Regions from separate parts of the Sus scrofa genome. Here region 1 is linked to region 2. Evidence: chromatin contacts called from public HiChIP or PLAC-seq data. All regions are on one chromosome and are shown on one strand. The core of a region is the stretch at or near the end of the contact, and the rest is flanking DNA. Distances in the headings are between cores, read along the strand shown.

Region 1 (6,901 bases), core at 1,736-4,235, 410 kb after region 2:
AGACAAAAGCGAACAACTCATTGGACAGAAGGACGTGGAGAGGGTGTGACGAGATGGAGGCCAAGGAAGGATCATTTCAAGATGGTGGAAGCAGCAAACAGTGCCAGATGCTGCAGAGAGAGAAGGCAGACGGAAAACAGGGAATCTGCTAGATTTGATGAGCAGGGGATTCCTAGGGACTGCAGAGGGTTCGAGGGGGCTGTGCCGATAAAAACAAAGATGCCTGCATAGGAAGGTGCAGGACCCCATCCTCCTGTGTCCCTGCAAGAAACCCCGACAGAGGGCAAGTCGACCAGTGTCGGATGCTCACTGCACATAGCCAGTCAGGGAAGTAAAAGCCAAGGTCCTTGTCCTCACGCAGCTCACAACTCAACAGGGGACACTAGCATTCAAAAGTGACCACTGCAGTCTCCCAAGGCAAGAGAAATAAAACCAAAAATAAACAAGTAGGACCTAATCGAACTTGAAAGTTTTGCACAGCAAAGGAAACCATTGAAAAAGAAAACATAACTTACAGAATGGGAGAAAACAGTTGCAAATGATGAAACCAACAAGGGCTTAATCTCCAAAATATACAAACAATTCATACAACTCAGTAACAAAAAAACAAACAGCCCAATCGAAAAATAGGCAGAAGACCTAAATGGACATTTTTCCAAAGAAGACATATGGATAGCCAGTGGGCATGTGAAAAAATGCTCAACATCTCCATTAGAAAAATGCCAACCAAAACTACAATGAGGTACCACCTCACACCAGTCAGAATGGCCATGATTAAGAAGTGCACAAATAACAAGTGCTGAAGAGGGTGTGGAGAAAAGGGAACCCTCCATGCTGTTGGTGGGAATGTAAATTGGTATGACAACTATGGAGAACAGTATGGAGGTTCCTCAGGAAACTGAATATGGAGCTACCATATGAGCGAGTGATCCCACTCCTGGACATATATCAGGACAAAACTATAATTCCTAAAGATACATGCACCCCTAGGTTCACAGCAGCACTATTCACAATAGCCAAGACATAGAAACAACCTAAATGTCCATCGACAGATGAATGGATTAAGATGTGATATACATACACAATGGAATACTACTCAGCCATAAAAATACCAACATAATGCCACTTGCAACAACATGGATGGAACTAGAGACTCTCATACTAAGTGAAGGAAGAGAAGACCTGTTTTGTGTGTGTGAATCTTTTTAGGGCCGTACCTGCAGCATATGGGAGTTCCCAGGCCAGGGGTCCTATCGGAGCTGCATCTGCTGGCCAACGCCACGGCCACAGGAACACCAAATCCAAGCCAGCAACACTGAATCCTTAACCCACTGAGCGAAGCCAGGGATGGAACCTGCATCCTCATGGATCCTAGTCAGGTTCATTATCACTGAGCCACAATGGGAACTCCCATGGGAAGTCCTTTTTGATGTGTCTTGGAGGACCAAAGACCTTGGAAGCCTGGGGAAGAGATGGTTTCGAGAAGAGAGAGGGAAGGTGGTGAGGTTGACGAAATCTTAACCCATTTTGCAATTTTTGTCCTGGATTGAGCACCTCCCTTGGCTTGGTTTCAGGGGAAGGAGTAATAATTCGTGTGTAACTATGGCTGGAGGTGTGACAGTCACATCCCCTTGGCCTACCTCAGAATTCACCTGCAGAGGTTTTCTAAAGAACCACGAGAGAAGTCAGAAGATGTAGGAGCTGATGCCCTGCCGACAGGATTGGGGGTCAATTCTCAGGCGTGTTCTACGTGATCTCCCAGAGGGCCTCCAGGGGGACTGACTGGGCCCCACTGCCCACAGCAGTAACCTATCCATTCCTGGACCTTGTCCTGCTGAACTTGCAGCGTGCTTCTTGGATCGCCTCTGGGAAAAACTATTCACAGCTCTTGTTTCCGATATTGCTTTGGGAGGAATACAAACTACATAATGAATTTTTCCGTGTTATTCCTAAGACCGATGGGGGAGAAAATGAAGTCCACTGGCTCTCAAAAGCTGCCCACAGACCTAGGATTTATAAACCAGCATCAAAATTTAAAACATCCATACATTCTGACCCAGTAATTCTACTTCAAGAAGTTGACCTTAAGAAAACTAACAGGCTAGGTGCAAAAAATGTAGGTAGAAGGATGTCTGTCGCCATGTAGAAGAGTAAAAAATTGTAAAGAAATTTAAATTTCCAGCAACACCAAATTGGCTAATAAATTATAGTAATCCTATGTTGCCCTTAGAAATAATAATACAGAGTTTTCTCTATCTTTCCAGGTCTGTGGTGAGTTAAGTGAAAATGCAGGCGACAAACATCATATGCACCATAATTTTTGTAACTAGTACACCCCTAGGTGTGGGCATAATTTGGAAGAATGATAACAAAATGTTAACAGTGGTCCGTTATTTTGGGGTGGAAAGATGGGGAGGGTGTAGATCAGATTGTGTTCAGTTCCTTCTTTTCATCTTTTTGAATTAAAAAAAGAAATTACACTTTTTTAAAAGGTTAGTACAACCTTTACAACTTCTTTAAAAATTGTAAAAAGAAGTCAGGGGCCTCAGCCACGTAGAACTGAATTCCACAGCCAACACGCCTGTCCTCCCAACAGGAGCTACTGGTCTCACCAGCTAGGGCGCTGGAACAGACCCACAGAAGGGAACCGTCCCACCCAGCCCGGGCCAACACTGGGCAGCGGCTGTTCTAAGCGAGTCAGCAGATCTGGCTGCTAACTGGCAGCCAGGGGAGAGCCCCGCGCATCACGTGTCCTGCCTGTGTGGCCCCGTCTGACTCAGAAGAAAAGCGCGCGGCCCTGCATCCAGGTTTGGGGGTCGCATGTCGAGCTCGGTCGCGCGCCCTCTCCCTGCAGATCCCCCCCATACCCGCCCGCCTGGACCCCCAGCTGGCACTCAGTAGGTCACTTTCCCATGTGCTGCACGTTCAAGAGTTCGCTATTCCCACGGGAAGAGCTCGTTGCCATGGCGATGAGAGCCTTCCCACCCCGGGACCCGCCCAGGAGGCCGAATCCTTCCCCGCCCGGCCTCCTGACCAGCCCCGCCAGGTGGAGAGGGTTGCAGGCTCCAGATTCTTAAGGGCTGGGGTCAGTAATGAAGGACCCAGGTCAGAGGGAAGGGAAGGGAGGTTTTTATTACAAGCCTTCTGGCCACTCTGCCCTTTGCTCCCCGCACCAGAGGCAAATGTCCTATCTGATTCTGGGGCATTTGGGTGGAGACGTCGGCCGCTTTCCCTCTCAGCGTCTTCCAAGAACGCCAGGGCATCTGTTAAAGTTTCTGGAATGCAGCACACTGGAATGAAGCTTTAACCCAGCAGCCCCGAACTAAAAGTCCGTGAGGGGTCGGGGTAGGAGGAGGGGGTATCGACCTGTTCGCGCCCCCACCCCCCCCCACCCCGCCTCGGGTGGGTAGCAGGGAGGAGGGGCTTCCTGTGTCGCACTGTAGCACTGTGTGGGCCAGGGCGATCAAGGGCGGAGTCGGTGGAAAAGGAGGGGGATGTTTGGGGGCGGGATGGGGCGGGGGGGGGGGGGGGGGGAATGTCTGAAGCTCGGCCACACCCAGCGGGAGGCGGTGCTCGAGACCTAGACCGAGGGAGGTGGGGAAGAGGGAGGGAGGTCACTGGCGCCTGCTCACTGGGGCCCCGCCCCACCACCCTGGCCACGCCCACTCCCCCAATTTCCCGGGGCTCCCCGGGTGCAGGAGGAGGAACCAAGTCTCCCGTTACTCACCACAGGTGGCTGCACAGGGGAAAGCTCCAAGCATATCACTGACTGGCTTGGAAAGTCTTTCATCTCTGCAACAGCAGCAGCAGCAACAGCTCTTGGATTAACTGTGTCTCCTGACTTTTGCGCCTCCAGCCATCACCACGCTGCAGATCCCTGGATGCCTGCTGGCTCCTATCGAGGGGTACCCCCTTTCCCTCGCCTTCTTCCCTCCTCCTGCTGCCTCCCCCGTGCCTTAAGCCTGGGGGACGAGGGATCACAATGAACCTTAGATTTTCCCAAGAGTTTTTTTTCTCCAGGCTCTCTGTGTACCCTCTCCCCGCACCCCACATCTTGTATTTTCCTTCACCTACCCTCTCCCTCACTTTAGGTCTATATATACCCACAGGCCTCTCCCCTCCCCTTCCATCACCAGGCCAGTGAGTCAGCTCACCCAAGAGGCAAGTGCCAGCGCAGTGGGACAGCTGCCCACTGGGCCCAGAAGAGAAAGGTTTCAGGGGCAGCAGGCCTCGTGCAAATAGTGCTTTTGACAACTCCAGGCATCGAGTTTCACGAGTAAGCCAAATGTAGAAAGGATTAGCTGTTTCGCCCAATAAGCCCACATCTGTAGTTACATTCTAACAGGGATAAAATTACCCTGGTTATTAATCCTTCTGCTTTAGGGAATAAGCTGATCACCAGGCAGGGTCAGGAACAAAACCCTGCCTCCGCTCCTGCCAGCCTCCCCTCACCCCCATCCTTACCTGCTCCACCTCTTACGGTGTATGGTTTCCCATTTCAGTCTGGACACCAAGTTCAAGGCCACCACCTGAGGTGCCTCTGAGATGGGACAGCTGCCGTCTGTGGTAGGGGGGACATCCATTCAGTCACATAAGTATGCATGCAGAATCTACTGGGAGCAAGACGTCATGGGTCTCCACTGCGGCAGAACCAAAGATGATTCTTGCACCGCCCCTGTCTTTTTCAAGCCCAGAAAAAGCTGAAGTGGTTGGTCAGAAACTGTATGTGGTTTCTGGGACTTCCTGCCCTGAGGCGCCCCAGGTGTATCCGATGGCCTCGGGGACTGCAGTTGGGGTGTGGGCAGTATTTCCTAGCCTGCTGCCAGGGAGCAATGGAGCCATTTCCTCGAGCATCCATGGGTGTGACCTCTCCCTCCAGGACCAGCAGGAGAGGCGAGCTGTGTTTCCTTCTCTGGTCTGTTCTATTTATTTATTTATTTAGTCTTTTTACCTTTTCTAGGGCTGCTTCCCGCGGTATATGGAGGTTCCCAGGCTAGGGGTCTAATTGGAGCTGAAGCCACTGGCTTACGCCAGAGCCACAGCAACACGGGATCCGAGTCGCATCTGCAACCTACACCACAGGTCACAGCAGCACCGGATCCTTAACCCACTGAGCAAGGCCAGGGATTGAACCCAAAACCTCATGGTTCCTAGTTGGATTTGTTAAACAACCCTGGTCAGTTCTCTTTAGATCTCATATCTGCAGGCACTAGACACTTCCAGATTTTCCCTGGGTGGGACTGACAGGAGAGAAGTAGGTTGAGAGCCAGGGTGATCAACAGGCCTGAAACTGCAACACACAAAAAAGTGACATCCCTAAGGGGCCATGTTCCCCAGTCACTTCAGCCCTTGACCAAGTACCTGCTGACTGACCAAGTGACCCAGCACTCAAACTGGGACCTCTGAATAATGAAGAGGTGTCATCCATGAAAAGACAGGTGCTGGGCATTGCTGATGATTAGAGAAATGCAAATCAAAACTATAATCAGATACCACCTCACACTGATCAAAATGGCCATAATTAAAATAAAAAGTCTACAGGGGTTCTCTTGTGGCACAGTAAGTTAAGGATCCGGAGTTGTCACTGCAGTGGCTTGGGTTGCTGCTGTGGCACAGGTTTCGTCCCTGGCTTGGGAATTTCCACATGCTGAAGGTACAGACAAAAAAAAAAGAAAAAGTCTCTACAAATAGCAAGTGCTGGAGAGGGTGTGGAGACAAGGGATCCCACCTACACTGTTGGAAAGAATGTAAATTGGTGCAGCTACTATGAAGAACAGCATGGAAGTTCCTCAAAAAAAAAAAAGGGGAGTTCCCGTCGTGGTTCAGCAGAAATGAATCCGCTCATGGACTAGCTTCCATGAGGATGCAGGTTCAATACCTGGCCTTGCTCGGTGGGTTAAGGATCCAGGCTTGCAGTGAGCTGTGGTATAGATTGCAGATGTGGCTCAGATCTGGTGTTGCTGTGGCTGTGGCGTAGGCCAGTGGCTACAGCTCCAATTTGACCCCTAGCCTGGGAGCGTCCATATGCCACGAGTACAACCCTAAAAAGACAAAAAACAAAAACAGAAACAAAAAAACTAAAAATGGAGTTGACGTAAGATCCACCAATCCCACTCCTGGGTATATATCCTGACAAAACCGTAACTTGAAAAGATACATGCACCCCAATGTTCATAGCAGCACTATTCACAATAGCCAAAACATGGAAACAACCTAAATATCCACCAATAGATGAATGGATGATAAATATATGGTACATATACACGGTGGAATACTACTGAGCCATAAAAAAGAATGAAATAATGCCATTTGCATCAACATGGACGGATTTAGAGATTATCACATTAAGTGAAGTCAAAGAAAAGCAAATGTCATATGATACCACTTATATGTGAAATCTAATAAAAATGATACAAAAGAGCTTATTTATAAAACAGATACAAATGCAGATTTCAAAATTAAATTTATGATTACCAAAGGGGAAACTGGGGGGGGGAGGGGTAAATTGGGGGATGGGATTTCCATATACACACTACTATGTGGAGAATAGATAACTGACAAGGACCTGCTGTACCGCACAGAGAAATCTACTCAATATTCTGTAATAACCCATGGGGAAAAAAAAGAATGGAGACTATATATGTTTAACTGATTCGCTTTGCTGTACACCTGAAACCAGCACAACATTGTAAGTTAACTACATGCCAATAAATTTTTTTAAATAGTATATATACATATATATACATAGCTGAATCACTTTGCTGTGTAATAAAATGAACACAACATTGTAAATCAACTATACATCAATTAAAATTTAAAAAAACATAAGAACCAACACATAGACACATGTACACAGAAAGAAAGGAAAGAGGTTCCATGGATAATTACATAGAACTTTCCT
Region 2 (7,706 bases), core at 2,333-4,832:
CCCCAATGCCCAGGAACGTGGCTCTTGGCTATTCAATCGGTCCCTGAAAAATGGACTGTGGGCAAAAGTTTTAAATCTTGGGAGTTCCTGCTGTGGCGCAGTGGGTTAAGGATCCAGCATTGCCGCAGCTGTGGCGTAGGACACAGCTATGACTCGGATTTGATCCTTGGCCTGGGAATTTCCAGATGCCATGGATATGGCCATTAAAAATTATGTACTGTTTGAATCTTGATATACACCTGCTCTGCTTTTCACTTTGAGGATAAAGCGTAATGGAATCACAACGAAATTTAGAGGGCGAGCTCAGCAAATGCTATTGAAAAATTTGAATCCTACTGTATAGCACAGGGAACTATACTCACTATTTTGCAATAACCTATAATAAAAAGAATCTGAAAAAGAATATATATACACACACACAAATGAATCACTTTGCTGTACACCTGAAACTAATATAACACTGTACATCAACTATACTTCAATTACAATTTTTTTTTTGTCTTTTTAGGGCCCCACCCATGGCATATGGAAGTTCCCAGGCTAGGGGTCAAATACAGCAACGCAGGATTTGAGCCATGTCTTTGACCTACACCACAGCTCACAGCAATGCTGTATCCTTAACTGACTGAGCGAGGTCAGGGTTGAACCCGCGTCCTCATGGGTACGAGTCAGGTTCGTTACCACTGAGCCGAGATGAGAACTCCTACAGATTTTTTTTTTAATCTCAAAAAAGTTAAAAATTTAAAAAACTTTTTAAAAAAGAGCAATGATGCTGCTGGCTGGAAGAGCAACGATGACAGAAGGCATCACTTGAACTCCAAAGACAGCAGGTGGAGAAAAGCTCACCTCTCAGGCCCTAGTCCTCTGTGACCTGCTCTATTGACTAGCAACTTATCTAGTTACATTAGCCTATTAGAGGCTGGATGGATATTCAATGTCTAACTAATCAGTTATTAGCATTTAAATCAAGTGTATGCCTATCATGAGAATTCTCAATACAGGTCACCTGTGAACAACCCAGGGGGTTGGGGCCCTGACCCTCCTGGAAAATCCGGGTGTGCTTTACACTGGGCCTTCTTTATCTGTGGTTCCTCCATATCCATGGCTCAACCAACTGATGACCACGAGTTAACTGTATTTATTGTAAAAAAAATTTGCAATTCAGTGGGCCCTCGTAGTTTAAACTCATGGTTTTCAAGGGTCAACTGTATATACAAGAGTTTTTAAAATTATAACAACAGCATGTAAGTTCAATACTCTTATTTCTTATCACAAATAAAGTGCCTGAGGCACAGAGAGGCTAAGGAAGTCTTCCAAAGTCACAGAGCACCAGCCACCAAGGCCAGCCTCTTTCATTGACATCATAATTCTCTCCTTACCGTCAAAAAACAAGGAACTGTCACAGGATGTAGCAAAGAGGAGCCCAGATGGGCACAAATTATTGCTGCTCAGCTCTCCCTGTGGCTGGTCCTTCCACCTCCGGGGGCCCAGGAGGATGTGGGGAAAATGGTGCCGCAAAATCACCATTTCATTTCATCCACACCCCCGCTGGTTGCAAAGTGTTATTAGATGCTCCTGGTGAGGACCCTGCACGAGGTGAACCAAGGCTGTGAAATCCTTGCAGTTCAGAAACCTGTTTGGCTCAACTCCTTTCCTCAGACATATTTCGTGATGGTGTCCCTTTCTGAGGAGCATCTAACGCCTCATGTTTCTGCAGAAGACAGTTCTGAAATCACCGAGCTGCAGAAAAACCACAAAACAATACATTCTGAATCAAGGCCACTCTGTTCCAGGTGGTTCCCCCCGGTGGGGGGGAAGGGGGATACCTGGAGTGGAGTGGTCGCAGCCTGACCTCACATCCAAAACAGAAACTGTAGGAACCAGTTTCGCATTAACTTAAGGAAAGTCTGATTACTCATCAGGCCACCAGATATTTAGGGAACCCCACGGGACAGGCACTGGGCTGAGTGTGGAGACTGTCCATGAACAGAAAGGTGGTTTCTGCCTCTGGAAGTTCAGAGTGGAATAGGGACGATGAATGTTGCCCAATTGGACCTGTCATGAGTATTGAAGAAAAAAAAAAAACTGCCAGGTGCTACAGGAACACTGAATAGAAAGACCTTATGTGGGAGCTCCCGTCATGGCACAGAGGAAATGAATCTGACTAGGAACCACGAGGTTGTGGGTTCGATCCATGCCTCACTCAGTGGGTTAAGGATCTGGCGTTGGTGTGACTGTGGCATAGACTGGTGCCTACAGCTCCTATTCTACCCCTACCCTGGGAACCTCCATATGCCACAGGTGCGGCCCTAAAAAGGACAAAAGACAAAATAAATAAATAAATAAAATAGGAAGACCTTATCTTATCACCGTAGAAGTGATACTTCATGTGAGGCCTAAAGAATAAATAGGAGAGGAGTTCCCACTGGGGCACAACAGGATCTGCAGCATCTCTGGAGCTGGGACTCAGGTCTCAGCACTGGCCCACACAGTGGGATAAAGCATCTGTCACCGCCACACTTGTGATATAGGTTGCAACTGTGGCTCGGATCTATCTGATCCCTGGCCTGGGAACTCCGTATGCCGTGGGGTGCCCCCCCCCCCAAAAAAAAGAATGAACAGGAGGTAAACCCATTTGGGGGGAATCCAAACAGAGGCACCCTCATCAGCAGGGACCTTCTCCTGGTGAGCTTCTGCCCCTGCTTCCTCTACTTAGATGCCTTCCCCCTGTACAGGTAGCTTTGAGGACCCCCCACCCTCAATTCCTGTCAACAGCTCTTATCACCCAGAGTCCTGGTTAGCTGTTTACGTCTACACAGCATCCCTGGCAAATTGGCCCCCCCTTGAGTCCTGTTTCTTTATCCTCCCAGTCTGTCTAACCCACTGCTATCTGGTTCACAGGCCATGAAATGTCTATGAAGGGAAGAAGGGCAGGAAAGAAGGAAAGAGAAGGCAAAGCACTGAACCAACACCTCGCTGCATCCACAAGTTCCTTCTCCAGATGTCATGGATTTTGTCAAATAAAAAGGACAGCAGTTACACTCAAGGGTCTCAGGAATAACCAGCCCCCATCCCCTTCACACATTAATTTAGCGTCCAAACATTGGTGTGAGGCTGGGGAGGCAAATGATGAATAAGATGCAATGTGTGTGTTCAGGGAGCTGAAGACCTAGTGGTGAAAACTCAACGGAAATGCAGGTCTTTCTTTCATCCTTCTGGATGAAAACAGAAAAGGCTGGAGGTCTACGGTGCAGGGACGATGCCGGCCTTGTCTGCTGGCTTTAAAACAGCAGAAAGGTAAAGCTGGATTCCTCGCTCTTCTCGCAACAAATTTTCCCGCGCATTCACTGGTTCTGCGCAGCAAAGGTTCAAGAGCCTCCAAACCGCCTGTCCCGAGAAGGGGGGGGCCACGGGTTGCCAGCTTCCTCCTTGCAGGGCCGGGTCCGGTCCAATCCCCCCGCAGACCCTGGATGCACCCGCGCGCCCCCTCGGCCCTGGCTTCTCCGCACTACACGACGTCACTTGGGTCACGTGGGCGACCCCCCCCCCAGCCCCTGCCACGCCGGACTCAGCTGCTCGGCCCCAGATCTGGGGAACTGGTGGGGGGCGGACGGGCGGCGCGTCTGCTTGGCCCCTGCCGGCCCCCTCCCAGAGCCGGCGGGGAGCTGGGGGCTCTGGTGAAATCGGAACCCGGGCTCTAAATGAAGGGGAGCAGATGTCCCTGTGTTGCTGGGAGGCCTGGGTGGCCTGCTGTTCAGGCGGCGATCGCGGGGGCGCTGACCTTCCGGGGCCGCTGTCAGTCTCGGTGCAGATGGCCCGCCCGCCGCCCTGCCCGCTCCTCCGCGTGGGGACCGCGGCAGCCGGCGGGTCTGCGGCCGGAGGGAGCCGTCTGCGTGGGGGGGCGGAGAGGGGGCCCGAGGGGATCGGGCCGGCGGGGAGGGCCGGCCCCGCGCACAAAGGAGCCCCGGCGGCGGCCCCTCGGAGGACAATGCAGCCCCGGGGCGCGGGGGGCTGCGCCTGGCCGGCCGCCGCGCTCCAGCTGCCTCTTCACAACGAGGCTTGCAAACGTGCCCACTTGATTCTAAATCCTCTTAGGCGCTCTCCGTGTGAACCGGGAAGGGGGTGGCCCTCCGATCCTTTGCAATCCCAGGCCTGGAGCCCAGGCGCTCAGCCAGCGTGTGCACCACGCATGCAAATAGAGTCAGCGTCTAGAAGAAATAGGCAGTCTTTCTGCGTCGTCACCAGCCTCGTGCAAACACCCTGATCTGGCCTTTTGGTGCCACGCGGGGTCCTTAAAAATTTTCAGGGTGTTTTCCCTGGAAGAGACTTCCTGTTAAGTGTTCAGAAAAGCCAGCTGAGCTGTGCTGTCATTAGTCACCCAGGTATTTACACTGTTTTTCCCATTTCCTTTCTCTCTTGGCCTCTGTGGTCAGTGGTATAAAATTCCTAGGAACTCCCACCTAAACACCAGCTTCCTGTTTATTCACCCGGTGGCTTTAATGTTTAGCTGTTGAAAGCAGTTGACCAAGGCTCTAGAAAAGGACCAGCGGAGGTTTGCAGGTGAATAGAAAAAAGGAAAAAAAAAAAAAAAAAAAAAAACCCAACCCCAAATCCAAATGGGTAGGTCAAAGGTCTGGGTTCATTTTTAATCACTTATGTCAGAATCACAGGGGGAAAAGGTAAAAGTGAAGTGTAATTTGATGCCTGAGATCGTGGTTGAGTTTCATTTGGCCCCTGTGTCCACAGGAACCTGTAAAATATGATCCACTAAACTATGAAAGTTTTCCTTTGCAGCAGTTAAAGGCCCTTCGCACCCCCGCCCCAAGTGGCATGACATTCTTTTGTTGTAGAAGGTTCAAGTTCGCAGGAAAGTGCCATTTGGTGTGCTCCAGTGTGCTTTACACCTCCCAGGGCTGTTCTGGCCTTGAGTTCCTGCAACAAAAGGTTGCATCCGTGCAGCTACCTGCATTGCAGCCTCTGTGTCCTGGAAAGAAAGGGCTTATCATCCTGCCCTTTTCTGATGCAGAATTTCCTGGATGACTCCCAGGGAGTGAATAGCTATTCCCTGACAGGACCCCTCTGGAATTCCCTGCATTAGAAGATAGCATCTTTCCTTGATGATCTGATCTCTTTAAAAAAAAAAAAAAAAAAAAAGTTTTCTGTGTATAAAGCTGAAATCTGTCTCCACTTAGGGAGCCAGGTAGAAGAAACCTAATTTTTCTCCTACATGATATTAACCTTCAGCTGTTTGGAGGCAGCTCGAATGTCTCCCCAGCGTCTTCTCCCAGCTAAACATCGGCAGCTCCTTCACCAGTTTCTCCCATGGGTCAGAGTCTGAGGCACCATCCTCGGTTATCTAGAGATGATTCTGTTGATCTAAGGCCCTTTGAAACTGAAAATGGTGCTTGAATCATGCGGAAGCTCAGCCCAGGAGGCAGCACTGGAGGAACATGACTTAAAACCAACAGGGAAAATCAGTCAACCCATGTCCAAGTTATTCAGACAAAAATAAATTTGGGTTTTCCACTTTCGTCTTTTTCTACTCTGTGGCAATCATGCCCAACTCTGTTATGAAGTCCAGGAAAGGAAGCTCGGAGACTTTCCTGTTCTTGCATTTGATCCTCACAAAATCCCTCTGAGTGGGTACTATTGTTATTCCTCTTTTACAGGCTCTGAGGTCAAAGAATCCACCCAAGGTCACACAGCTAATAGGTAGGGGCATGAGGTCTCTAATCTGTGACTTGCGTTGGATGTTTCCGGTTTCCGAAGCTGCTGTCTTGGAGTCCTTAGCGGAAAAATGTAGGTCCTGGACTGGATCTGTTTTTTCAGCCTGTTCTGTGACATAGCGCTTTAATTCAAGGCCAGTGCGTATACATCCTATTTATACAGCTACAAAAATTTTTGAGATACAAGTTAAGAACTTAAAGGGGGGCGGACATCGGGTGTTCTTTCTGGAAGCAAATGAAACAGAAGTTCCATGTTAAAGCCAAAAGTCATCCCAAACATGCTTTTATTCCAATGGCGTTACTTAACAGCGAAGTGTTATGTTACCCTTGAATTTCCTGCCTGGGCTCCTGGCAGCCCAGGCCCTTGATGCTCTTTCAATTGTCCGTGTATTACCGCTCAATGATGGAGACCATCGAAGCCATGCCATGTTCTTCACGCTTGCCCTCCAGCATGTCAGGCACGCAAGAAAAGAGGAGGAGTATGTTTTCCGTGCACACACTGTCATTTTTTTCCCAGGGTTGCTCTGCCCGCCAGGACAAAACCATGGAAAGAAGATGCAGATCAGCCTGCTGTTCTTTTACAGTTTGAGGAGGGGCTGACCATCAAACATGGAAGCTGTCACCCGCACATTCCTTCTCAGAATAAAGCAGCCTTGGCAGGGACCCCTGCTAAATTATTTTCGACCCCCAAATGTTGGAAACGCTCTCCCTTTCCCTCCAGGAAAATACTCTACAGAAGGCCGTTGAATTCATGGAGTTAGATCTGAGAAAGGCTCTTGCAGTCTGTAATATGCTGTCATGTGCTGACATCTAGCCAGACAGCTCTCTGCCTGAGCAAGGATGCTGCTTGGATGTTTATTCTAATTTGTTTGCTGTTGTACATAGTACTTGAGAGAATTTTTTTCTTACTGCCCTATCTAAAGTACTGGCCCCCCATCGCTATTACATAAGCCTGTTTCTTTTCTTCCAAGTTCGTATGGCAATTTAATGCTCTATTCCTTACACAGTTGTTCGTGGCCTCCCTTCTCTATCACTTGTGTGTTAAGTCAGTTAACCTGGTCTATCTTGCTTATTATTTTTATTTTATTTTAATTTTTGTGTCTTTTGTCTTTTTAGGGCCGCACCTGCGGCATACAGAGATTCCCAGGCTAGGAGTCTAATAGGAGCTGTTGCCACCAGCCTACGCCAGAGCCACAGCAACGCCAGATCCGAGCTGCATCTGTGACCTACACCACAGCTCACGGCAATGCTGGATCCTTAACCCACTGAGTGAGGCCAGGGATTGAACCCGCAACCTCATGGTTCCTCTGTGCCACGACCGGAACTCCTATCTTGCTTATTATTTGACATATATGGTAAGTCCTCAGGAGATTTGTTTTTGGGGGAGAGGGCCGCCCCTGTGGCATATGGAGTTCCCCTGCCAGGGATCAGATCTGAGCCTCAGTTGTAACCTATGCCACAGCTGTGGCAATGCTGGATCCTTAACCTGCTGTGCCAGGCCTGGGATCGTACCTGTATCCCAGGGCTTCAGAGACACTGCCAATCCTATCGTGCCACAGAGGGAACTCCAGAAGATGTTTTTTTGAATAAATACATCTTTCATGCATGTCTATGTTGCTCTTATACAATTTTCTTAAGATAAATTTATCTTAAGATAAATTTAGCAGTCAAATTCTTGGAGTCAGAAAGTAGGGCTGACTGCCAGGGGCTGGGGGCAGGGAGAATGGGGAGTGTTTACTGGGTGCAGAGTTTCAACTGGGGAAGAGAAAAAAGTCTTGCAGATGGATGGTGGTGATGGTTGTGCAACAATGTGAATGCACTTAATGCCCCTGAACGGCACACTTTTAAATGGTTAAAATGGTAAGCTGTACAGTACACGTATTTTATGATACATGCATAATAAAAATAAATACTTTGAATTGGAATTCTTGGGCTAAGAGTGTGTATACACACACATACACACATATATGTTTTTTTGCT

The links. HiChIP or PLAC-seq counts read pairs in DNA pulled down with a chosen protein or histone mark.
Region 1: a contact with region 2 is called in an H3K27ac HiChIP or PLAC-seq map of skeletal muscle, with 3 times the contacts expected there. The contact joins two enhancer-like sites.

The regions. Positions count from the first base shown.
Region 1 is chr10:42,257,491-42,264,391 of Sscrofa11.1, forward strand. It overlaps LOC102164518 (a long non-coding RNA gene), which reads right to left. Exons shown (of 6, transcript XR_305912.3): 4 at 4,465-4,561; 5 at 3,728-3,962; 6 at 1,344-1,461. Among named protein-coding and RNA genes, the nearest start is that of ZNF438, 250 kb to the left of the region's middle. Within about 2 kb of position 2,986, at least 69 of the 83 cell types and tissues checked have an H3K27ac peak or open chromatin away from gene starts, as enhancers often do. A contact at or near this core is called in skeletal muscle, where this site is marked.
Region 2 is chr10:41,850,594-41,858,299 of Sscrofa11.1, forward strand. The region is part of intron 3 of ZNF438 (zinc finger protein 438); the gene reads right to left. Among named protein-coding and RNA genes, the nearest start is that of ZEB1, 160 kb to the right of the region's middle. Within about 2 kb of position 3,583, at least 52 of the 83 cell types and tissues checked have an H3K27ac peak or open chromatin away from gene starts, as enhancers often do. A contact at or near this core is called in skeletal muscle, where this site is marked.